Linked DNA regions of Mus musculus: all the other regions are linked to region 3. Evidence: chromatin contacts called from public Hi-C, Micro-C and promoter capture Hi-C data. All regions are on one chromosome and are shown on one strand. Each heading gives the region's core, a stretch centred on a gene start, on an enhancer-like site or on the middle of the called end of the contact. The rest is flanking DNA. Distances are from core to core; before and after follow the strand shown.

The links. Promoter capture Hi-C pulls out the DNA fragments that hold promoters and counts their contacts. Hi-C and Micro-C count contacts between places; a contact is called where the count stands out from the background.
Region 1: a contact with region 3 is called in a Micro-C map of the G1E-ER4 cell line. The contact joins two enhancer-like sites. A contact is called at or near these places in 3 of 484 Hi-C or Micro-C datasets (the G1E-ER4 cell line and the HPC-7 cell line), 1 of 115 datasets of contacts at active chromatin or transcription factors (the HPC-7 cell line) and 2 of 9 other capture datasets (adipose tissue and pancreatic islet).
Region 2: a Hi-C map of the G1E-ER4 cell line shows a contact between it and region 3, with 2.4 times the contacts expected there. The contact joins two enhancer-like sites. A contact is called at or near these places in 6 of 484 Hi-C or Micro-C datasets (the G1E-ER4 cell line, embryonic stem cells, granulosa cells and 2 more), 3 of 115 datasets of contacts at active chromatin or transcription factors (bone marrow-derived macrophages and microglia) and 1 of 9 other capture datasets (embryonic stem cells).
Region 4: a promoter capture Hi-C map of liver shows a contact between it and region 3. The contact joins two enhancer-like sites. A contact is called at or near these places in 3 of 39 promoter capture datasets (the HPC-7 cell line, cranial neural crest and liver), 4 of 484 Hi-C or Micro-C datasets (the HPC-7 cell line, embryonic stem cells, granulosa cells and 1 more) and 4 of 115 datasets of contacts at active chromatin or transcription factors (bone marrow-derived macrophages, fetal liver and microglia).

The regions. Positions count from the first base shown.
Region 1 is chr1:151,163,066-151,169,062 of GRCm38.p6, forward strand. No RefSeq gene overlaps it. Among named protein-coding and RNA genes, the nearest start is that of Gm36139, 11 kb to the left of the region's middle. Within about 2 kb of position 4,331, at least 81 of the 459 cell types and tissues checked have an H3K27ac peak or open chromatin away from gene starts, as enhancers often do. A contact at or near this core is called in the G1E-ER4 cell line, where this site is marked.
Region 2 is chr1:151,244,105-151,249,975 of GRCm38.p6, forward strand. The region is part of intron 1 of Gm46162 (a long non-coding RNA gene); the gene reads right to left. Among named protein-coding and RNA genes, the nearest start is that of Gm46162, 4.3 kb to the right of the region's middle. Within about 2 kb of position 2,772, at least 31 of the 459 cell types and tissues checked have an H3K27ac peak or open chromatin away from gene starts, as enhancers often do. A contact at or near this core is called in the G1E-ER4 cell line, where this site is marked.
Region 3 is chr1:151,033,576-151,039,056 of GRCm38.p6, forward strand. No RefSeq gene overlaps it. Among named protein-coding and RNA genes, the nearest start is that of Gm36297, 20 kb to the right of the region's middle. Within about 2 kb of position 3,191, at least 11 of the 459 cell types and tissues checked have an H3K27ac peak or open chromatin away from gene starts, as enhancers often do. A contact at or near this core is called in the G1E-ER4 cell line and liver, where this site is marked.
Region 4 is chr1:151,262,189-151,268,398 of GRCm38.p6, forward strand. No RefSeq gene overlaps it. Among named protein-coding and RNA genes, the nearest start is that of Gm46162, 14 kb to the left of the region's middle. Within about 2 kb of position 2,798, at least 33 of the 459 cell types and tissues checked have an H3K27ac peak or open chromatin away from gene starts, as enhancers often do. A contact at or near this core is called in liver, where this site is marked.

The DNA.
Region 1 (5,997 bases), core at 3,081-5,580, 130 kb after region 3:
ATCAAAGTAATTTTAATTGAAAAAAGAGATTTATTTGCTATCATTTTTCATCTTTTTTTTCTGTCTTAGACAGTCTCATATATGCCAGACTAGTCTTGAACCCATGACGTAGCTAAGAACGACCTTGAACTTTTGATTCTCCTGACTTTATCTCCAGAGTACAACTATGCCATTTTATTCAGCGCTGAGGATTAAATCTAAGACTTCATAGATTCAAAACTATCACTCTACCAACTTAGCTACATCCCTAGCCCACCTTCTGCAGATCTTAACATCACAAATTGAGATAATTCCAGGAAGAAAACTATACATTAAATATGGGAGAAAAGTTTTAAAAAGCCAAGGCTGTTCACTGTAGGAAAACATACACACACACTCATATATATATGTGTGCATATATATATATATAGTTTAAGTAGGAACAATATTTATTCTGCCCATACTCTGAAGGTAAAGGTTAAATTGTAAATTGATTGGCAAAAGTTTATTTTATTCTAATATAAAAACCCTCTAACAACCATTCCAACAAATGAGCTAAGGAGTTCATCTAAGAATGATCAACTTATTTAGAGAAGGTACTAGTCCCTAGTGGTTTAAGTACCTTCCAAGGTCTCTGCTACTTCTATGATCTCCCATCACCTCCATCAACAGAAGTTGACAGGACTAAAGGAAGGCTATATGCAGCTTACTCTATGCAAAGCTCATGGACTCTACTCAACTCCCAGAAGCAGCTCAGTCACCACATACAGCATTCATCCCTTAGAAGAGTTCTCCAAAGCACTTAAAACACTGTCAGAAAGTGGATGAGTCTTTTGACAATAATTTTCTTGATTATCCAACATGTAACCTATAACTCTCTTAAAGTCTTGTGATCTTAGGATTTCCTACAGCTCTATCTGATAATGCGGGGGATAACAGTACAAGGAGGCATTATCAACCACGCTGCCCTGTTTCTACTTGGGCAAGATGGCCTCCAGCACCACTGGGGCAATGTAGAACAGTCTATGAATGTATCTAGTTTTTCACACCACCATTGGTGTTATGTTTTAGCATTAAAGTCAGGTGTTTGGTTTGGCTTGGTTTGGTTAATTGGTTGTTGTTGGTGGTGATGGTTTAGCTTGGTTTAGGGGTATGGAGGTTTTGTTTTTGTTTCTGTTTGTTTTCTTTTTTGCTAATTTCATAAATAGTGGAAGAAATTTATAAAATTTCTTCAATTATTAACTAAGCCAAACACATAAAAGAATCGAAGGACTTGGGCAGGGGTGCTGAATGACCTCACAGGAATCCCACACTGTTCAGCCTGTAGGTGGGTTGAGCCAGTTCACTGCCCTGGCAAGGATTTTCTCTATCTTCACAGTAGAATGATTCCGCCTTCAAATACTCAGATACCATCTTTCCATGTCATTATATCACGTGTCCCTTTGGGCTACCTTCTCATTACCCCTGAACTATTTGTCTACCCAGATTACAGAACCCCAAAATTTGCACATAAATTTCCAGTGGACATCATTTCTAAAAAAGGGGGCTAGTGATTGTAGTACATTCATGTGGCAACATGTACCAATAATAATATTGTTGTAAGCCAAACTGTTAAGGGAGGTTTCTTCTACCAGATGGTATTTAGGGTACTTTTTTTTCTATTAATCTGTAGTTTTAATTTTTCAGTCAGGAACATGGAGTAGTTGTATAAACAAGAGGAAAAATTGGCATATTTAGGACGCCTCACGGAAGCTGAAGCTACAGCCTTCATGTGGTCTCTTCCAGCCTGCTGGGCACCTCACGTGAGAGCTGTACCCAAGCTTGCAGCCACCACCTGTATAGTGAGGTCAACTGATAAGGTCATCTAGTAACCAGGTCTGATGACTAAGGTGACAGCGCTGCAGCCAGTGTGGCTGTGGGTGACGCCCCGAGGCACACATTGGGACTCAGCCACCCCTGAGCATCTGGGTAGCATTAGCAACATTGCCCCTCGGAGGGCATAGCAGCAGAGGGGCCCTGTGTTTGTGAGATGAAGCAATGAAACATGTCGTGGAATGCGATAAAAGCCAGGGTCACATTAAGTTCTGTAAGGCACTGAAGACTTGCAAAGAGATTAATCTAAGCAAGATGTTCAAGTTGAAGAATGGCAAATGGGCTTTGGTGAACAAATGACTTTATTCCCCCCCTACCCTTCCCCCAAAAAATGCAATTGCAAAAGGCTCGGATGGTAATAGACCTTGCTGTGCAAGTATGATGACATGAGTTCGAATCCTCAAGACCCATGTAAGCAGTGTAATCACACATCTCACTTACCAGAGCATTATGGGAGGGTGGGGAGGAAGGAGAGAGTAAGATTGCTACTGACTGCCAGTCTGGCTCCAGGTTGGCTCAAGGTTCAGTGAGAGACGCTTTCTCAGGGGAAGAAGGTAGAAAGAGATGAAGCAGAATCTCTGATCTCCTCTAGAAGGGGCTGGCCTCATGAATACACACGTGCATACACCTCACACATGTGTGCATACATCACACACACATACACCCACACATACACTTACACCACACACATATAATGTACTTGATAGTGAAGCCCTAGATTAAATCTCCTGTTATTAATTGTTCTATTGCCGCAGAAAAACCATGAAACCATGACTGACTTTATGTAGAACGCTAAAAACTGGGGTTGAACAAATGTTTGGGTGCTCTTTTTTTAAACCAGCAGAGCAATGTTTCCATTTGTTAGTTAATTTAGAATAAAATTATTTTCTTCAGAATAAAAACTAAAAAGGCCATGATGAGAGTAATAGAGAGAATAGAAATAAAGATTCTCTTTCCAAATCATATCCCCTTAGGTCTTGATTTTACAAAGACTTTCAGAATAGATTTTATTTATGCAGGAACTATCTCAGACCTTACAAGGTGAAGCAAAACACTGCAAACATGGAAGTCTGAAGGGAAAAGTCCACGGCTGTCTTCCATCACTGTGCAGACATCTCCCCTTAAAGCCGAGAGAGGCATGCATACAGCAGGGGTACTTCAGAGGCAAGGAATATTGGATTTTATGCAAATGTGGTTTTTGGTTTGAGCCCTGAGAGGTTCGAATGCCTAGTTCACAGTGCATTACCAGGAAGACCAGATTGTGATCAAACAAAAGGCGGGTGTAGAACACACAAGCACTTTGGCCTCATTATCTGCTGTTTAACCGTCCCCCTGTGTTTGCAAGTCCACGTGTAATTAAGCTTGAAGGGAAGTTGTAATTGGAAGGAGATAATCTAAGAATGGTCAGTGGGTTAGTGTCCGGAAATTCTGACAAATGACGCAAGCATACCCCAAGGCCAGTATTTCTCTCAAGCAGTCCCTTGAGTGTGCTTATGTGAACCGTATAAGGTACAGAGCCCTCCCCAGCTCCTTCATCCTTCTTGTGCTCCAGCAACCAAGCCAGGATACCTTGGAAGGGAATTCTTCCAGTGAGCACTTGCTCTAATGTTATTGGCAAGATCACAGTTTACTAGTGTGCTCGTAGACAAAACTGTTACAGCATATCTCTTTTTTTTTTAAAATGAGCTAAAATTATTTTTAATGGTAGTTTACTGAAACTTCTAAAATGATGCTCAGTCTAAAGTTTAAAATATATATTTTAAAGTATACTAGCTATCATTTATAAAACCACTTAGCCCTATATATGACAAATTATACTTTAAAGAAAACAGTAGATAATGTGTGTGTGTGTGTGTGTGTGTGTGTGTGTATGTATCAGTGAGAGATAACTCAGGAAATTATTAATAGGCAATAAAAAATTGGAAACCACTATATAGTGTTGTTCAACTTTAAATGAAATTTCATTAATAAATTTCCACAAAAATGAACTTTAAAATATGAGTTAGTTTTTAAAATCTATTAAAATTATAAAGTTTATTCATAGTAGCCCTGGAATATGATTTGAGAACCATTTTTTTTTTTTCCACGAACATCAGGCCTCAGGACTGATCCGGATCTGGAAGTTTGTTGTCCGGTGGTGTGGTACCAATAAAAGAGAAGAGATCAACAGAGAAAGACCAACCAGACAGTCAGGACTTCGCTAAAAGAGAGACCATGACTTGAGAGACAAGTCTTGGCTAAGGGAAGCAAAGTGAGAGATTGGGTTCAGCATTCAAAGCCAAGATCCAGAGGCGGCTAATCACCTAGTGTTCAAACGACCCAAGGGAAAAGCACCAGCCTACAGCTACGCGATACATCTGGATCCGCACCAGAGTAGACATTATTCTTCTAAAAATGTCCAGGTCAGTCAGAGACTCAGGTCAGGTGAGCTAGTCCACCCCAGGTCTGGAAGATAGAGCTGGGATCAAACAAAAGTTGAGCTTCAGAGGACAGAGGCGTGATGGTTCCTTCAGCCAGGGGACAGACAGGTCAAAAACAGGGATTGCTTAATCATTAATTGACTTCAAACAAAGGAAGAAAGGATCCCAGGCAACCAGCATAATTAAAGTTCCTCTAGTTGTAAAAAGCATGAGGCCTCGGCAAACCAGCAGAGGCCCGGGATCAGAGGAGAGCAGGCGCTGAGCAGAGAGAAGAAGAAAAAACAGTCCAGGCCACAGGAAGAGGAAGTCTGTCTCCATTGGATAAAGGATGAGCTCCAAGGGCCCTTGATGTCGAGCTCCCCTAAAGAGTCTGCGCTGGGAAGGCTGGTAGGAGTATCAAGTCTGGTGCTCTCACCTGATGCTGTGAGCCTGCTCATCAGCGTGCTCTCCACGTCCTCTAAGCCTGTTCCTAAGCATGCCTTCTCTTTAAACAAAACTACAAAGAAGCTTTTTGTATGATCTGTTTCCTTTGATTCGGGCTGCGTTAGCAGGCCAGCAAGAAATGTGGCTGGTGGGAGCCCCTTCCTGCGAGGAGGCTGGCCTGCTCCTTTCACGCCTCTGTGAGTGCTTTCTGTTTATTGCTTGGTCACTTGAGAGTCAAGCCTCAGCAGCAGCTTCATGACCAGAATCAGTAAGGGGAATCCAATTTTTTTTTTCTCTAGACTACTTGCAGTCAGCCCCAATGCAGCCAAAGAAAGCTCATAAAAAAAGACACACATCATGTCTTGTAAATATTCTCCTGAATAACACAAAATGTCCCCAGCTTCCCATCTCTCTTAGAAGAAAATGCTAACTGCTCATGTCTTCCAGAGTCTTAACTGATCAGATCAAGCCCAGCTCCCAGCCTCCCCTGCCATTCCCACTCCCTCCACCTAAGACTTCAAGAGCTCTGTTGTCCAGGACGCCATACAATGAAAGATCTAGTCATATTTCTCTTAATTTACTTGCTTCTTTAAAAGTCTGTGTTATTCATGAAACACTGAGCACAGCTCTTCATCAGCCTTTAATCAACAAAATAAATGCAGACATATAGCTATTTTTAACAAGCCTAGATTAAGAGTCACTGCTCCAGGCCTGGTTTGTGGTCACTCCATCATATACAGGAGCATCTTTTATTACCCATGCACCTATCAGTCTCAACCACTGATGCCTGCAAGGGGGAGGGAAAGCAGACATAAGCATCCTTCGTAACACAGCTGTCCCTGAGAAACAGCCCCTACCGCAGAGCACCGATGCACTGGGGAAACCCGCCCATTTTTCCCTGTGTGTAAGATAGGTTTGCATCCTTCCAATTGCAGTGGTCCATCTCAGCTGGGTGTGTAAGCAAGCTTGCTGCCCACCTTAGCAACTGCCACATCACTGTTCAAGAAGGCTAAGAGAGCCCTTTGTAGTCTCAGCATTCCAGGTGAGCTCGTGGGAAACACAGGCTCCAGGGATTCATGAGTCAGCCTTTCTCACAGGTCTCAGCCAATGAATCATCACACTGAAGATCCACAGTTGTTAAAGGAACTGAACTCGGCATGCCAGAGACCTCCATTCTTTGCATTATTGCAACACTGTTTACTACAGTATGCTGTGGAACCTGCCCAGATGGGACCAGTCACAAATAGCTAAAGAGAACTGATAAATATGCACAAAGGAGTAGTATTCAGACATAAAGAAGGAA
Region 2 (5,871 bases), core at 1,522-4,021, 210 kb after region 3:
CTGACTTCCGGGATTGCTAATTAAAGAGCCTAGGTAGAGTGAAGGGCTGAACAGGGGAAACTGCTCTACAGGGGCCACTCCCCTCCTACCCAGCCATCCCAAAGCTTGCCCAATAGTTTGTGATCAGATGGGAGCCAGTCCCGGAGGCTGTGAACAAATATGTTCAACAACATTGTGTGTCATCGAGGCCAGAGAATGGTGCAAATTCTATTAAGGTTTCATCAAGTCTTTCTTTTTGCGTTTACTCCACACTCTGGTGGTTTTGTGAGCTAACCGTAGGCTACATTACAGCATTGGCATGTCTAAGTGCCACACATTGTTTGAATCTGTGCCCCCTTTCTGTTCCCCTTTGTAACTCAGCTTTCACCTTCATAGTCAGTGTCATCATAAAACAATAGGGTCACTTACCCTTTAAAAATTACAAACTCAGAATAGACTGTAGGGCGTACCTTCTCATTGCTCTGGAAGGGCAGCTTTATTTCTGCCCATCTATAGCCATTAGTCGACTCTATGCTCCTCAATCAGATACAGAAACCGCTGGAAACATTGGGAAGGTTCCCTGCCTTGTAAGACCTGCCCCAGTGATCTGAAACTATCGCCAAGAAATCCATTCTGGATTTTTTTTTTTTTCTGAAACAAGGGTCTCTGGTAGCCCAGGCTAGCCTTGAATTTGGCATGCAGCCAAGAATGACCAAGAATTTCTGGTCTTATTGCCGCCATCTTTAAGCTCTGGGACTACAGATGAGTCTTGAAACTTCTTCTTTCAGTCTCCAGACACCTCTTGAGAAACAGCAAGTGCATCCTAGAAGCTGTTAGATCCCTGAGAGTGTGGGAGGACAAGCTACCATCTTAGGGGGAGGAGTCTGAGAGGAGGAAGGTGAGATGGGGAGTGGGCAGGAACAAAGTCTCACAGGAGGACACACTTAACCTGTCCAAATGCAAACACTTTCCTAGCTGCTGCCCAACTTGTTACTCTGCTGCAGCGGAAATGTCCTTTCATTCACGCTCAAGCCAAAATGTTGATAAATCAGAACACCAGAGTTACCGTCACATCTTGCTAAAGCCAGGGGCGACGAAGCAGGGGCACTTTAGTGGAGGAGTGGGCAGAAATACATCCTGCTGCACTGCACTGTGTCCAGGCTCTTCTGTTCTGTGGGTTCTCCGTGTATTTCCTTCCCAGATTGCACCACATCCCTTTCATTCAAAGCTGAAACTTCTGATCAAAATGTTGCAAGCATTCAGAGATCAAAAGAAGGTTCGCAGTGGCTCAACCATCCAGCAGTAATGCAACCCCCACAATCCCGTGTCCCCAGCACAGAGTGGAACACTTGGAAACGGAGGTTTCATCGAGGAACCGTCACACTCCACCACTTCCGGTAAGCTTAGTCGCTCTTTGGGCTGGCCCAGAGAGAAGCTGTGAGGGAGAGAACTGACCATCTGAGTATCCCTCACCCCCACCCCGCCTTTGTTGTCCTTCATGAGAATCCTCCCCAGACGCTGTATCCCACATGATCAGCTTAACAACAGCATCGTAGGAATCTGCTTTTCCCGTTTTGTCAATGAGACTGTTGAAGATGGGGGAAAGGCTTCAGGGGCTGGTAAAATGGTTTAGAGCATAAAGGGGCCTGCTACCAATGCTACCAAGCCTGCCAGCCTGAGTTCCATCCCTGGAACACACATACATGATAGGAGGAAAGACCAATCCCTGGAAGTTGTCCTCTGACCTCCACGTGTGCACACACACACACAAGCACACTCACACAGACACACCAATGGTAATAATGTAAAAAAAAAAAAAAAGGTTTTTACATACTGTATAAATTAAACAGTACAGGAATTTGTTTTCTTGCCCCTACCCCCACCCCTCATCTTGTCATGCAGCCCAGAGTGGCCTGGAACTCTGGCTTCCACTCCCTCAGCCTCCTGAGTGTTTCAATCGAACCTTTGCCCTGAGCAGCTTTTCTGCTGTGAAGACGTCCACTCAGTGATCTCTTTTGTTGCCAAGGTCTCCTTTTCTTCCAACTCCCCTTGACTTTGCAGTCTGCCTCTCCAAAGCTAGCCACATTCTGAACTACTGGTATGAATAATGACTATGCAAGACACAGACCAAGGTAAGGAAGATGGCCTCCATTATCATCAGATGGCAAACCATGCAGTCAGGTGCATGGGGACTCTGAGCAGCAGGCCCTGAGTAGGGCCCAACCTAGTGACTCATCTGCTGTTCCCCCAGGCCCAGGGAGAGCATATGGTGTTAGCTGCTATGGCAGGCATTGCCTGGGTTTCCTATCTGAAGCAGGCACACAGTAACTTTTCCTTTGTTTTAGTAACACCACCACCAACAGTAACTACACAGCTTACTGGATACTGACTCTCTCATGTTGTCATTATCTAAGACAGAGAGAAACAGTAGCACAGAAGCGTTAGTTTACTAAGGTCACACAGTCAAGCAAGAGGAAAACCTAGTATTTGAACTGAGAACTTGGACTGTGGAGCACTCGGCTTGTCCCTGTTTTGACCTGTCTTTGGGAGGCAGCATGGTTTGGCTCCACCACTCTCGGGGCCCGAGCTCCGTTGTGACGAGGGCAGGTTAATCTCTCTGCACTCGGTTGCCTCCTATTCAAAATAGAGATAAGCCATGAAAATTCTAACCAAAGTAACATGGATCCTGGTTCTGTTTCTTTTTCTTCTTGAAGGGCTAGGACTAAAGCTACATCAGCCTGTGCTAATGAAATTCTCTTGAAAATAAGTCTTGCGTCAAGAGTGTGCATTAATTGGTACTTCTAATTTAAAATTATCCTTGGGGAGGGGCCCTAAAGAGATGACCCAGCAGTTAAAAGCACTCACTGCGGGCTGGTGAGATGGCTCAGTGGGTAAGAGCACCCGACTGCTCTTCCAAAGGTCTGAAGTTCAAATCCCAGCAACCACATGGTGGCTCACAACCATCTGTAACAAGATCTGACGCCCTCTTCTGGAGTGTCTGAAGACAGCTACAGTGTACTTACATATAATAAATAAATCTTAAAAAAAAAAAAAAGCACTCACTGCCCATCCAGAAGGCCCAATTCTAATCTCCAGAACCCACAATGGACAGCTCACACGCCTGCAACTGCAGCTCCAGGGAATGGAACACCCTCTTATGGCTTTTGCAGGAACCCGCAGACACGTGGCATACACACACAGACAAAGACACGTGAAAAGAAAAAAAAAGGACTTAAAAAAGAAGCAGGGGAGCTATACTTCTGCTTTGTCCTGCAGCAAAAGCCTAACTCAAAAGCTCATTTTCACCGCCTCTCAAAAAATATCCCTACTGATTGCTTATTGACATCCCATCTTCATTGACCCCTGTTGCCGAAGTATCTCAGTCCCTTCGGCAGACTTGATGGGTAACTTGAAATTCATGCTTAGTTTCTTGTTCAGGCATATAGCAACAGTTCTCATGAATTGGTCCTTGTTAAAGTTCCCAGAGGCCTTAAGGTATAGGTGGTCCCATCAAAACTGTATTTCTTGGTTTTTCTGCAGGGAGTCTTCTTAGGCTGGGCTGGGAATGTTCCTAGCTGATTGGCAGGAAATAACATTCTACCTCATTCAGTACTTTTCAAGAGATGTTGCTTCTTTGCCTGGGCTGTGAGTGCTATACTAATCCTTTCCATCGCCACACGGCATTTTCCTTCTGAACCTAACCCCATGCTCTGTGCTGGTTACATTTGGCTCAAGTGCACAGTCTCTGAATACTTATAGTGACCACCATACAACTGTTTTCTATCTGTCTGGTCAGCAGACTTTCATTTGTGGCAATGCAAAAAGAAAAGGAAAAAAATATGAGCCCAATCCAGACTCCATACAAGTGAGCTTCAATTACCAGGATCTAGGAGGCGCTGGTTGTTCCAGACTGGTGTGGACTCATTACCTCTGTTTGAAATGCATTTGTGGTTAAAAAAAGCTTCCCTTACTTGAGGATTATTTGCTAAAGCTGTGAGACCCGCCAGCCTTGAGAAACCCCTCTTTCTCTAGGTAAAGGACGAAAGGAAGACGGAAGGCATTCCTAGCCTGTGTGAGTTTTTATTCTGCTCACAGATGAATAAACAAGACTTGGGGTTGGCTCTATAATTGTCCACTAAAATAATTGTCCGAAGGGGGATGTCTTAGTTAGGGTTTTACTGCTGTGAACAGACACCATGACCAGGACATTTAACTGGGGCTGGCTTACAGGTTCAGTCCATTATCATCAAGGTGGGAACATGGCAGCATCCAGGCAGGCATGGTGCCGGAGGAGCTGAGAGTTCTACATCTTCATCTGAAGGCTACTAGCAGAATACTGGCTTCCAGGAAGCTAGGATGGGGGCCTTAAAGCCCACACCCACAGTGACACACCTACTCCAACAGGGCCACACCTTCTAATAGTGTCACTTTCTGGGTGGTGCACATAAAAACCACAACAGGGGATACTAAAGAAAGACTTGAAAGTATGCGTCCCAGGTGTTTATGTTATACTAACCATAGGGTAATGGTAATCTCGGCCACGTTCTCAGAAGCTTCTATTTGCAGTTCATGCTGAGACTCATAACTGGTCCTGAGAATGAGTGACAGCTAAATGCTTACCCTTAAGCAGGACATCTAGATCACTCTTTCCAGGGGCCAGGAAACACTACAGTGGACTGAATGGGAAGAAGATAAAAGTCAGAGGGTGAGGAGGAGCGATGTGAGACACTGTCTCTAGAACATAGCATGGATATTTCACACATAGCAGCTGCCGTTGCCTGTACGAGACAGGCCTTTCAGCATCCTGCGTTGAATGGGGACAGGTACATGAGACACTACACTTATTCTCTGAAGAGCTATGCTATGGGCAGCTAGTAGCTGCTGAGGAATAAGAAGCCTCTTTCTTCAGTAGTGTAGCCGCTGGTAAGTTACTCATCCTCCTCCAGTAAGTAGCGCCCATCCACGTTCATGCAAGCAGCCCTAATGAAATGTGTGACTCCGTGTGTCACACAGACACAAAATGACTGTAGGACTTGTTGAGAAATGGGGGGGGGGGGGGGTATTGGGAAGGGTGTGAGTGAAGAGTAAAGGAGGTGGAGAGGGGTAAAATGACTAAAATTATATGTGTGTAGGAAACTGTTCAAAAATTAGAACAGTTTATGATGGTCATTTTTTTTAAGGAACCTGAAAATGTAAGACCTTTAGGGAAGGGAAAGAGGCTCGGGGAAGCAGGTAGAAAGAGGAAGGGGACAGAGCATGGAAATGGGGGGGAACAGGATCAGGTCACAATGAATGCATGCATGGAAACATTGTGGTGAAGTCCCATTAATTTGTACAATTAACATACAGTAATCATTGTAATTTTTAAAAGGTTTGTAAGCCAAGTGGTAGGGGTACATGCCTTTAATGGCAGCATCCAGGAGGCAAAAGCAGGCAGATCTCCAAATTTATGGCGAGTGTGATGTACAGAGCCAGGATAGCCAGGGCTACACAGAAAAACCCTGTTCAGAAAATAAAAAGTCTATAAACCTGATGTACTATGGAAACAAAATATCCAGCTTGAAACATGAGACTGAAACAATACATTCTTTTTAAAATAATAGCTGTGAGGCTAGAGAGATGCCCCCATGGTTAAGAGCAAGTACTGCCTGTGGAGAAAACCCAAGTTCAGTTTCCCAGCACCCAAGTCTGGCAATTCCTAACCACCTGTACCAGTGCCTCCACACATCCTTCTTCTGGGTTCTCCTGAACTCTGAAGCACCTGAACACATGTGAACACACACACAGACACACACACAGAGATAAAAAATTTAGAAATACTTTTTAAAAAGAGTAAAAATAATTATCATAAGCAGTGCATAATGGTACACACTTATAATAGCAGCATTTGGT
Region 3 (5,481 bases), core at 1,941-4,440:
GTACTGGCTAGTTTTGTGTCAACTTGACACAGCTGGAGTTATCACAGAGAAAGGAGCTTCAGTTGAGGAAATGCCTCCATGAGATCCAACTGTAAGGCATTTTCTCAATTAGTGATCAAGGGGGAAAGGCCCCTTGTGGGTGGGACCATCTCTGGGCTGGTAGTCTTGGTTCTATAAGAGAGCAGGCTGAGCAAGCCAGGGAAAGCAAGCCAGTAAAGAACATCCCTCCATGGCCTCTGCATCAGCTCCTGCTTTCTGACCTGCTTGAGTTCCAGTCCTGACTTTCTTTGGTGATAACAGCAGTGTGGAAAGTGTAAGCTGAATAAACCCTTTCCTCCCCAACTTGTTTCTTGGTCATGATGTTTGTGCAGGAATAGAAACCCTGACTAAGACATGGATATTTTAAGATATTATGAATTTATCATGATTTTTTGTGAGATGATAATATTGAAATTATGTACTTTTTTTTTTTTACTGAAACTGAGGGCATCTGCTAAAATACATGTTAAAACATTTACCAACACAGTAATACAAAGTCTGGAGTTGGATTCAAAATACCATATTGACAATTCAGAGAGGTGAAGAGAGTTTAGATAGAATAAAATTGGCGATGGATAGGAACTGGCTAAATAATTTTTCTACCTTTGTATATGCTTGAAAGGCAAATAACACCAAGCTTTAAATAATAAATGTTTACACTGTAGAAGAACATATTTATAATTTTACTATCTGAAACTAAGAATATACCATATATATATATATATATATGAAGTTTAATCCTAAAGATGGATACCTTCATTTTATATATATATCTTGATTAAAGACTTTACAAAAACTAACCTCATGAAACTGAAAAGCTTCTGTAAGGCAAAGGACACCATCAATAGGACAAAACAGCAGCCTACAGAATGAAAAAGACCTTCACCAACTCTACATCTGACAGAGGACTAATATCCAAAATATATAAAGAATTCAAGAAATTAAACATCAACAAACCAAATAACCCAACTTTAAAGGTAGAGTCTAAAGTTAGAGAATTCTCAACAGAGGAATCTCTAATGGCCAAGAAACACTTAAAGAATAGTTCAATGTCCTTAGTTATCAGGGAAATGCAAATGAAATGACTATAAGATCCTATCTTATACCATCAGAACACCTAGGATCAAAAACTCAAGCGACAGCACATGCTGGCGAGAATGTGGGGCAAAGGGAACACTTCTCCATTGCCGATGGGAGTGCAAACTGGCACAACCACTTTGGAAATCAATTTGGCAGTTTCTTGGAAAATTTGGAAAAGTTCTACCCCCAAGACCTAGCTATACCTCTCCTGGGCATATACCCAAAAGATGCCACCCTACACCACAGGGACACTTGCTCAACTATGTTCATAGCGGCTTTATTTGTAATACTCAGAAACTTCTCTGAGGAGGAGGGGAGGGGATAGTGGGGGAGGAACTTATAAGAATAGGGGTGCAATCGAGATGTAAAGTGAATAAATAAATTAATTAATGAAAAAAGAAAAATGAGGTGGGACAGCACTGACTTGGGCAGGATTCATAGAAAGGGAAAACTCCCGCCAACATCCACAAGAGGGCGCCAAAAATCAGCAATCAGAGACCAGAAATAAGCCAGGTTCGAGGGATTAGATTAGAATGGTACCTGGAAAAGTCAAACTGAAAATAAGAAATGGGGAGTGGGGGTGGGGTGAGTGTGGACACGTTAGCTAAAGGGAGACAGTCCAGAATAAATGTCAAAAGCACTGCTGTGGCAGAGCCAACTTTCCTAAGGAAGATCTGGTACAAGGGAATATCAGCCTGTTTAAAAGAATCCAGGGTAATGGGATGTGGGGTTCACTGTCCAGTCATGGCCATCTAGTTGGCAGGTAGAGGTGTGGACTCCTCTGTTGGATGAAGTGAATAAGGGCTTGGGTATGGCTAGAATTCCAGGACCAAGAACACTTAGGAAGGAAATCTGTGGAGCAAGCTGGATACCCAGGGTCAGAGCAGAGAGCAAGTGAAACCCGTGGCTCAGACGGAGTGCGAAGAGCCGAGGTAGCGCAGTGAACCAGTCGTTAGACTGTTCTGTGTGACAAGCCCTGTGCCAAGAGCTCACTGTGAAGAGCGGCCTCTCTAATTCCATGTGGGAGAGTATTAAGGCAAGACTGAGTAGCTTTGAAGTGAATATGTGGCAGAGGGTTCCGACTCAGCCACCAAGCTTAGGAAATAGGAAATAAAGAAGATAAAGTTGGCATGTAAGCTACAGTCAGGAGCAAAGAGCCAGTGAACTGAAACGAGTTAGTTGGAATTCAGGATGGCAGCCTAGGAGGGACGGCAGAGAGCAGTGTATACAGGGAAGGGTTTCCATTTGATAGCTAAGCCCAGGGGTGGGACAGGAGACCAATTTGAACCCAATCAGCAAGGAAGATGGAGTCTGGGACATCTATGCAGCACTCAGTGTGTCAGTGTAGCCTTAGGTGAGAAACTGAATTTGACAGCTTGGCTTGTAACATTGATTTCACTATTCTGATCCATAAGGAATATTTTTTTTTTAAGTAACAAGTCCTATAGACTCCTGTCTTGCTTGCAGTTATGTCTCATCTAGCACTTTTTCTTTTTTCTTTTTTTCCAGTACCCTAGCCCCTACCCCGGTCCTTGGCCAGTGTGAACCAGATAAGGGGAAAGGCAAGAAGCGGGACAGTTAAGCTGAGTGAAGACTTTCGAGCAAGTCACAGCAAAGGACTTGACTTGGGAATGGTTGAGGGTCTTAGGCTTTCGGTGGGCTGCCTCAACCGGCTGGTGGAAACTGCTAACTAACTGTCATTTACTCTGCTGGAAGCAATGGGATGGACGGTATCCTAGCGATGGATCCTTGGCAGGCAAATGAAATGCTATTTGGGTCCTCACTGAGGCCTTGTTAAAATGTTATGTAATAGAGGAAGACTCTTTGGGGATGGCAAGGCCACTGGATGCCTCTCAGCACGTATGACCTTCCCACAGCGTGGGTGTGCACACCTGCTCTTTCCACCAAATGCTAGGAGCCTCGTGCTCACGGCCTTCCACTATTACAGAGAAGTTGCCAGTTGACTCTCCTCCCCATGGGGAGAATTGCACGAGGAAGTTCAGTTGGGGTCAAAGAGGCTTGTTTTCCTCTTCCAGGGCTTTATTCTACAAACTGAGTTGTTCTGCCAAAAGGCAGGAAATGCTAATTGTCTTTCCGCACTTCTGTTTCCCTAACGCAAGCCCTATCTTAGGGCCTGTGCTGAAAAAGCCGCACTTAAGCTTCACGTAGGTTATTTGTTTTTTCCTGGAACGGTGGCTGGATCAAGGCCTGAATCTACGAAACCATTTGTGAGAATTTCTAGAAGCCGAAAGTGGTTGTCAAGCGGATGGTGCTGAGTTAAGTTGAGGCCACCCGGTCCCTTTCAGGCCTTCTGTTCTCTACGTACAGTAACTGAAATTGTATTGCAAACAAACAAACAAAAAAGTTCAAGATTGAAACTCTCCGATGAAAAACTGAAGAGCACGCATTCTGTTAGTGAGCCTGGATCACGGTCTGGCCTGGATCTAGTAATAATAGCATCTCAGACGGGAAGGTATATTACAAATAGGGCTTCAGAGGTTGGAGAGTTGGCTCGTCGTTTGAGAGCATTTGCTTCTCTTTCAGAGGACCCCAGTTCCGTTGCCGGCATCCTAGTTGGGTGGTGTACAATCATCCATGACTCCAGATCCAGGGCATCCAACTTCCTCTGGTCACTTGATCCTTCCCAAGGGAGCTAAAACCATCCAGTGGAAGAAAGACAACATTTTCAACAAATGGTGCTGGCACAACTGGTGGTTATCATGTAGAAGAATGCGAATCGATCCATACTTATCTCCTTGTACTAAGGTCAAATCTAAGTGGATCAAGGAACTCCACATAAAAGCAGAGACACTGAAACTTACAGAGGAGAAAGTGGGGGAAAGCCTCAAAGATATGGGCACAGGGGAAAAATTCCTGAACAGAACACCAATGGCTTGAGCTGTAAGATGGAGAATCGACAAATGGGACCTCATAAAATTGCAAAGTTTCTGAAAGGCAAAAGACAGCGTCAATAAGACAAAAAGGCCACCAACAGAATGGGAAAGGATCTTTACCAATCCTAAATCAGATAGGGGGCTAATATCCAGTATATATAAAGAACTCAAGAAGATGGACTCCAGAAAATCAAATAACCCCACAAAAAAATGGGGTACAGAGCTAAACCAAGAATTCTCAACTGAGGAATACCGAGAAGCACCTGAAAAAATGTTCTCTCCTCTTTCCCTTCACACATCTCAACGATTCCCCCCTTTTGCTTTCATTTTTTATTCTTACCTGATATTTCACACAGAAGATAAAGCACACGATATTTATTCTTATAGGAATGGCTTACTTCACTTATCGTGATGTTCCTCAGTTCCACCGATTATTCTGCAAACAGCGTCAACCTTCCTTATGTCTGAGTGAGTCTGTATATATAACACTGTTATATGCCGACTCTGGGGCACATATACAGAACTGGTGAATCCAAGTCTAGATGAAGGCTGTGAACACTGAAGGAAGTCAGAAGGCTTTGGCGACTGCAGCGTCAAAGAATGAACGCTAAATGAGAATTGCTACAGAATTCTGAATTCAAATATATTCTGCACTCTTAAGGATCGTTAAAAGTAAAGGCTGATATGTTATCCTCCAACTCCTTCAAAGCTCTTATTGCTCTGGAAACTAGACCTCACATTTTGTATAGCCAAGTTGTTTTCAGGGGGGACAGAATTTTGCTTTGCAGGAAGTACTCTTTATTACTCCCAGAAATTACAGGGAAGGGGCAAAAGCAAGTTATCAGGTAGAAAAATACTTATTTGTAGTATCAGCATAACATTTGACTACAAACAGCGCCGGCATTGTGAGGCAGTATCTTTACAATGATGAGCGAGTATCTTCCAGAATAATTATGGCTTTTACCAAAGCACTTCTCTTCTGTGTAACAAATGCAAGTGAGTTTATAAACAATGACTCATGATCACTTACTACCAAAACAATCCAGTAATGTGCATACTTTTTATTCAGGGCCGCTAATGCCTTCCAGAAATCTCTTTTGTTCTCTGCCTCTGTCAACCAATCCGCGTCATGGCCATTAAGTCCATCAAGCTCAGGAAAGCAATGCAGCACAGTTCACAGTGAGGTCGACCACCTGACACAAAGCTGTGTGCAGAGCGACAATGCCTCCCCAGGACTGCGCTAACCTGACTCAACAGGATGCATTAGTGGGATACAATTGTGGGCTTATGGAGTGATTCCCGTTAGCCACTGAACGTGAGGCATCTTCTAATTCCTCAGTGGTTTAAAGACTCATTCCATTTGTTTGCCAGAAAGCCGAGCGAACATAAAAAAAAAAAAAATGTAGCAATGAAATTATGGGTTGCTCTGTCCACCTAAAATAATTGCCATCATTTTAAAAACATTATT
Region 4 (6,210 bases), core at 1,548-4,047, 230 kb after region 3:
CTAATAATACAAAGTCTCATTTGTAAGGATAAGGGGGAAATAAAGCCACTATATACCCCATCTGGGCTTTTACACTGGGCTATTCCCATTGGAGAACAATTTGTCAATCGTTAGTAAACCTGAGAGTATATAGGTCCTAGACTCAAATAGATCCATTTTAAGGACTGTGGCTACATATAAATATAATGGACCATGCCTATAACCGCCCTACCCCCTACCCCCCACCCCTCCCCACCCCCACCCCCGCACTCATGGAGGCTGAAGCCGAAGGATTCCCACAAGGCATGGCCAGGCATGGCCACATGGAATGATCCTGTCTCCAAAAAAGAAAAAGAAAAAAAAAGAACAACAAATGTTTCTATAGTAGCTTTCATGCATTCATACATATGCTCATTGTTGATTTGGTGACAATCCCTGCCTCCCCACCAAAGGTAATTATTTAAATTTCTATCAACAAAAGATTATGTAAATAAATTGTAATCCTATATGAGAAAACTTTTCTAAAACAGTAAATGGCAAATGTATAATTGTGAGCTGGTTTTGTTTCGTGGGGTTTTATTGGTTTTGTTAGTTTTTGGTCTTTTCTGAGACCAGGTTTCCTACAGCCCAGGCTGGCTTCAAACTCCCTATGTATCTGAGGATACCCTTGAACTTTGGATCCTCCTGCTCCCGAGTGCTAGGCTTACCCAAATCCATCACACCCACTTTCATGCAGTGCTGGGGAACAAACCCGCGACTCTGGGCTTACTAGGAAAGTAAGCATTCTAACACCTGGCCTGTATCCTCAGCCCCCATAAGTGTGCGTTTGAAAAACTCAGTGTTCAAGAGCATATAATAAATAAGATAATATCTAAGTATGTAATTATGCTCATTTTAGTAGTATAAGATTATTTCTAAACATGCGTCCATTTACTAAAAATATAAAACACCGATATGGGAAAGACTCCATGTTTTATAGTAGATTACAAAATGATGACAATTTTCCACCCTCCCACAAATCAACTCCCTCTCAATATAACTTTACCACGTCTACTTGTCTATTTTCCCACCCCTTGGATAGGTTGTTTCTGTGAGGTTTTTTTTTTTTTTGTTTGTTTTTTTTGTTTTTTTTTTTTTTCTTTCATTAACAGAGTGTAGAGGGAGAAATATTTTCCCAGGAGCCCTGCACACCTCTGTTTCACTCTCCCTCTCAGCCTCCTACTGCTGCTGTAATAAATAAGTCTCAGGACCGATGAGCAATACACAGCCCAGACAACCTCACTGTCCCAACCTACAATCAACTAACCAGCAGGCATATGATTAAGGCTCCGCCAAAACAAACCAACAAGCAGACACTCTGCCTCTTGACCGTAGTCCATAGGCAAGCCTGGTAATGTAAGCCTGGTCCTCCTACGAGTGGAAGGACCCGCTGACCTGTGGACTCTGGAGCAGTAATAAAAGATGGCTGGTTTTTAGTGACTCAGTTTGGGAAGGGGTGACAGTTCTCACTTAGCAGGAGGTTACTAAGGCTTATACCATTTCCAGAACTGTGGTATCTAAGGAAATAGTATCACAGGGCAAGATCCTTTCATCTTTAAAACAAACTGTTTTTCAGTGCTAGGAATAGAAGTTGGAGTCTTACTCACGCTAGGTGTTTAGTTATGGTTACTGTTGCTGCGATGAAATGGCCAGGACCAAAAGCCACTTGGGGAGGAGAGGGTTTATTTTGCTCACAGTTCCCTATAACAACAGGTCATCATCAAAAGCAGTGGGATTAGGAATTCACTCAGGGCTGGAACCTGGAGACAGGAGCTGATGCAGACAGAGGCCATGGAAGGATGCTCCTATTTAATGATTTGCTCAGCCTGCTTTTAAATAGAGCCCAGGACCACCAGCCCACGGATGGCTTCACCCATAATGGGCTAGGCCCTCCCTCATCAATTTCTAATTTTCTTAAAATGCCTTACAACCTTGCCTGCAGCCCAGTCTTATGAAGGCTTTTTCTCAATTGAGGTTCTCTTCTCTCAGACAACTTTGGCTTGTGTCAAGTTGTCATAAAACTGTCCAGCACACTAGGTAAGTTTTCTACCATTTTGCTGTATTTGTGCTCTAATAAGTAATTTTTAAAATGATTTATTTTATGTATGTGAGTACACTGTCACTGTCTTCAGACACACCACAAGAAAGCACTGGATGCCATTACAGATGGTTGTGAGCCACCATGTGGTTGCTGGGAATTGAACTCAGGACCTCTGGAAGAACAGACAGTGCTCTTAACTGTTGAGCCATCTCTCCAGCCCTCTTTTTTTTTTTCAATAGGTAATTTTGTAAAGGATTTTAATATCTCAAATGCTTGTTAAGTCTGCATAGTAGAGACTGGAGAGATGGCTTAGCAGTTAAAAGCAAATATTGCTCTTTCAAAGGACCAGAGTCCAGTTCCCAGCACCCACATCAGGCAGCCCACAACAGCCTAAAAGTTCAGTTCCAGGAGAATGCAAAGTGTCTGGTCTCCAAGGGCACCTGTGTTCCCCTTCCATACCCACCCACAGACACACAGACACACGGACAGACACACAGACTGGAAATGAAAACAGATCTCACTTTACTATCTTCTTCGTAGTAGTAACCTGGCGGTCCGCTCTGATGTTGTCCTGTTACTGTGGACACTTGGAATGACCCTTCGGCAGTGTCACAAAACAGGTGGCCAGTGTTTCCACCTCTGTTAAAACCATGTTTGTATGAATGCAGGAGACCTGACTAAAAGACTCTCCCCGTCATTAGTTTCCCACGTGGACTGTCTACACAGAACCTTGGACATACTGGCTGTTATGTAACTGACCTCATGGACCACAGTGACTCACACTGAGCATGTATTTTGGTCACACCCCATGGTGTGGTAACTCATAAACAAGAGCTGGGGAAAAAATATCAAACCTTCAATTAATCAGAACTTAAGAAGTGATTTCTTTCATGAAGAAAAAAAAAATCCAATTTTAGCAGGAAACAAATCGGCATCAAAAATTTTCTTTAATTTTCAAATTGACTCCTCAGGCTGGTACAGACTCTTACATTAACGTTCTCATATTTAATATTAAGGGGGAAGACTGCATAAGCCTCCTGAAGACTATATTTGCCAAAGACTAAGATAAATGGATTTTCTATTTGATTTTTATTTAACCATAAAAGAAAAATATATAATTCATCTGTCATTCCGTCCCACTGAGCAATGATGTTATTATTGAAGTAGAATTGTTTATTTTCATTATGTGAGAAATAAAATATTTAAAAAGCATTCATACCACAATAGAATACAGAAATGGGAATTATAAATAATCTACTGGAAATTGAGCCTGCCCATAACTCCAACTCCTCCTTTTAAAAAAAACAAACAAACAAACAAACAAAGATTTCCAAGGAATTAGTATGTTCCATTCTAACAGGATCCATTTTATCCTAAGCCACACAATTGAATCAAAATAAAACATGCCTGTGCTCAAAATTTTGGGCCACAGCATGAAGCAGCAGTAACAAGTTCCTCTGTCTTTACAGGCGGGAGCGTAAAGAATCTCTTTCCACAGGAAAGAATGGAGAAGTCTGTGCAAACGTCAAATCAGGTGGCAAGATATGAGAGCAGACAGCTGTAACCGAAGACAAGAGCAGAGAAGGACTTAGAAGAGACCATGAGAGGCAGGCAGTAGGAGTGAAAAGGATATACTCTGAAATCCTGCAAATTATACAGCAGCCAAGGCAGCAGAGTCGGTCAAGGCTACACACTGCTGAACATGAATTAATTATTTATAAACAGAAGGGCAGGCTAGTCCTTTCTCTACCACTCGTGTATTAAACTTACTAATGGCCCCCTTTCCTCGCCAAGGCTTCTACCATCTCTAATGATTAAGATGCAGTTGTATTAATTGGACTTTAGTGTGACTTCTATTGTTTGGTGTTTTAACACAGAGCTATATTCCCCTGGTTGGCCCAAGATTCCTTATGTAAAGTATCCTGGTCTTGAACCATAGCAATCTTTCAGCGCCTGCCACTTTAGTGCTGGAACAAGAGACACGTGACACCATATCTGGCCTAAAAGCTTAATTTTTAATAAGAAATGATTATAGAGCTTCAAAAAGTTGGGCTATTGGTCATGGAGTCCAAGAGATGCCCGAAACACTATAGGCTATCACTGTTCCCCTTGGTTGTCTCTCAGTCTAAAGGTAAGTCTTTACTGTTGAGGGCACCATTCATATTGCATTCATATCGCACACAGGACTCAGAAGACCCGAGCTGGATCTGACCTGAGAGCCTCCCCCCTGAACACTAGCTTTCGCAGTGACATGGAAAGGTCATACGCAAGCTTCCAACAGTCCTACCTACCTGTGATACACCTATGAACTAAATGACAATCAGCATGCCATTACATCCCTGAGTGTGCAATAGTGGGACTCTTTTTTTTTTTTTTTTTTGGCAGTAACCAACACAGTCTATTTGAATATGAGGCCCATTCAACGTGAGGGAAGTCATGTACTGGAAACCTAACCAACTATCCACGGATCTTAGGAAGGAACTTTATACCTGAACTTTTACCAAACCAGCACAATTTCTAACTACATTTATCCTTTCACCTACAGATAAATATTTCTCATCCCTCATCAAAGAAACTTCTCTTTGCAACAGGTGGAGGCCGTGACAGAAAACCACAACTCATTAAAAGGCAGAGAACATCTGATCATGGGTTGCCCTGGCCTCGACTGATATGTCTACAACACAACTCCTACATCAAAAGCTTAAGGAACATCATAGTAGAAAATGTGGAAGCATTGTAAGAGCCAGAGGACCAGTACTTCTGCTGTGAGATTGCATGCCCTAGAAATGACAGGTAGGCTTCAACAATATGGATGTCGGAACAAAACCTGAACAAGCACAACCCCACTAGGCAAGCTGACATGGAAAGGGGAAGACGCATAGGGACCTGCAGCCATAGACAAAGAGAACTACAGCCAACCAAGGAACACGGAGAGAGGGATAACTCATCTCTCCCAGGCATAAGCCTGCAATTGGTTATCAACACCAATTAGTCAGTATAGTCATATGCATACAAGTGACACTAATCGACAGACCAAGTTGTATTGATCTATAGATACATACACCTATACATATATGTGGGGGGCAGGGAGGTGGGGAAAGAAGCCATGAATGTATGAGGCAAGTGGTAAATGGGAAGGGTTGGAGGACAGAAAGGGAAGGGAGAAAGGATTATGTTTTCACTTACAAAATGAAAGCTAGGCAGCGGTGGCACACGTCTTCAGTCCCATCACTTGGGAGGCAGAGGCAGGCAGACCTCTAAGTTCCAGGCCAGCAAAGTGAGTTCCGGGACAGTCAGGGCTATACAAAGAAAGCCTGTCTCCTAGAAAAAACAAAATAGATAGATAGATAGATAGATAGATAGATAGATAGATAGATAGATAGATAGATAGATAGATAGATAAATTTAAATTAAAAAATAGCATAGCAAAAAGACCACAGGGCTGAATCAAATATCCCAACGTCTGAAAAAAAACAAAGATCAAAAGCGTGTGACAATAATAGTGAAGACAGGGTTGATGAGATGGCTCAGCTAGTCACAGCGCTTGCCACCAAGCCTCACAACCTGGTTTTGATCCCTAGGATCCACACAGCAGATGGAAAGAATCCACTCCTATAAGCTGTCCTCTGACCACCACATATGTGCTATGGCGTGCATGTAAACGCACACATGACAGATAAACGAAATGTGATTTAAATTATAATAAAAGTGGAAATGAACAGGGCAGAGCTGGGGGAGATGGCACATGCGGATGTTGGGACCACAAAGATCCGTGGGCTCCCAGATAAACACAGCCAGGTATGTTAAACGCACAGGATTGCTCCTTCAACGGGAGATGCATAACCTGGTTTTCCACCCAGAAGGCTGGGAACGGAGGCGGTTAACAGCCCGGTGATCTGTTATTTCCATTTTATAGATGTGGAAACTGACGCACAAATCTGAGCCCCTGATTTGATCTCCCACAGTCTGAATCTAAACCTTCAAAGAAGAAACCATCACCGTTAGCAAAAAATGAGAGGTCTCAGCCTCCACTGGAAATAGGATTGAGGACTTAGAGGAGGCATCGGAGGGGCTGTTGTCCCTCTCCGGACAACATCCGCGTTCACAGTCCGGGTCAAACAGATTCAGAGAATTCTAATGTAACTCTCCCT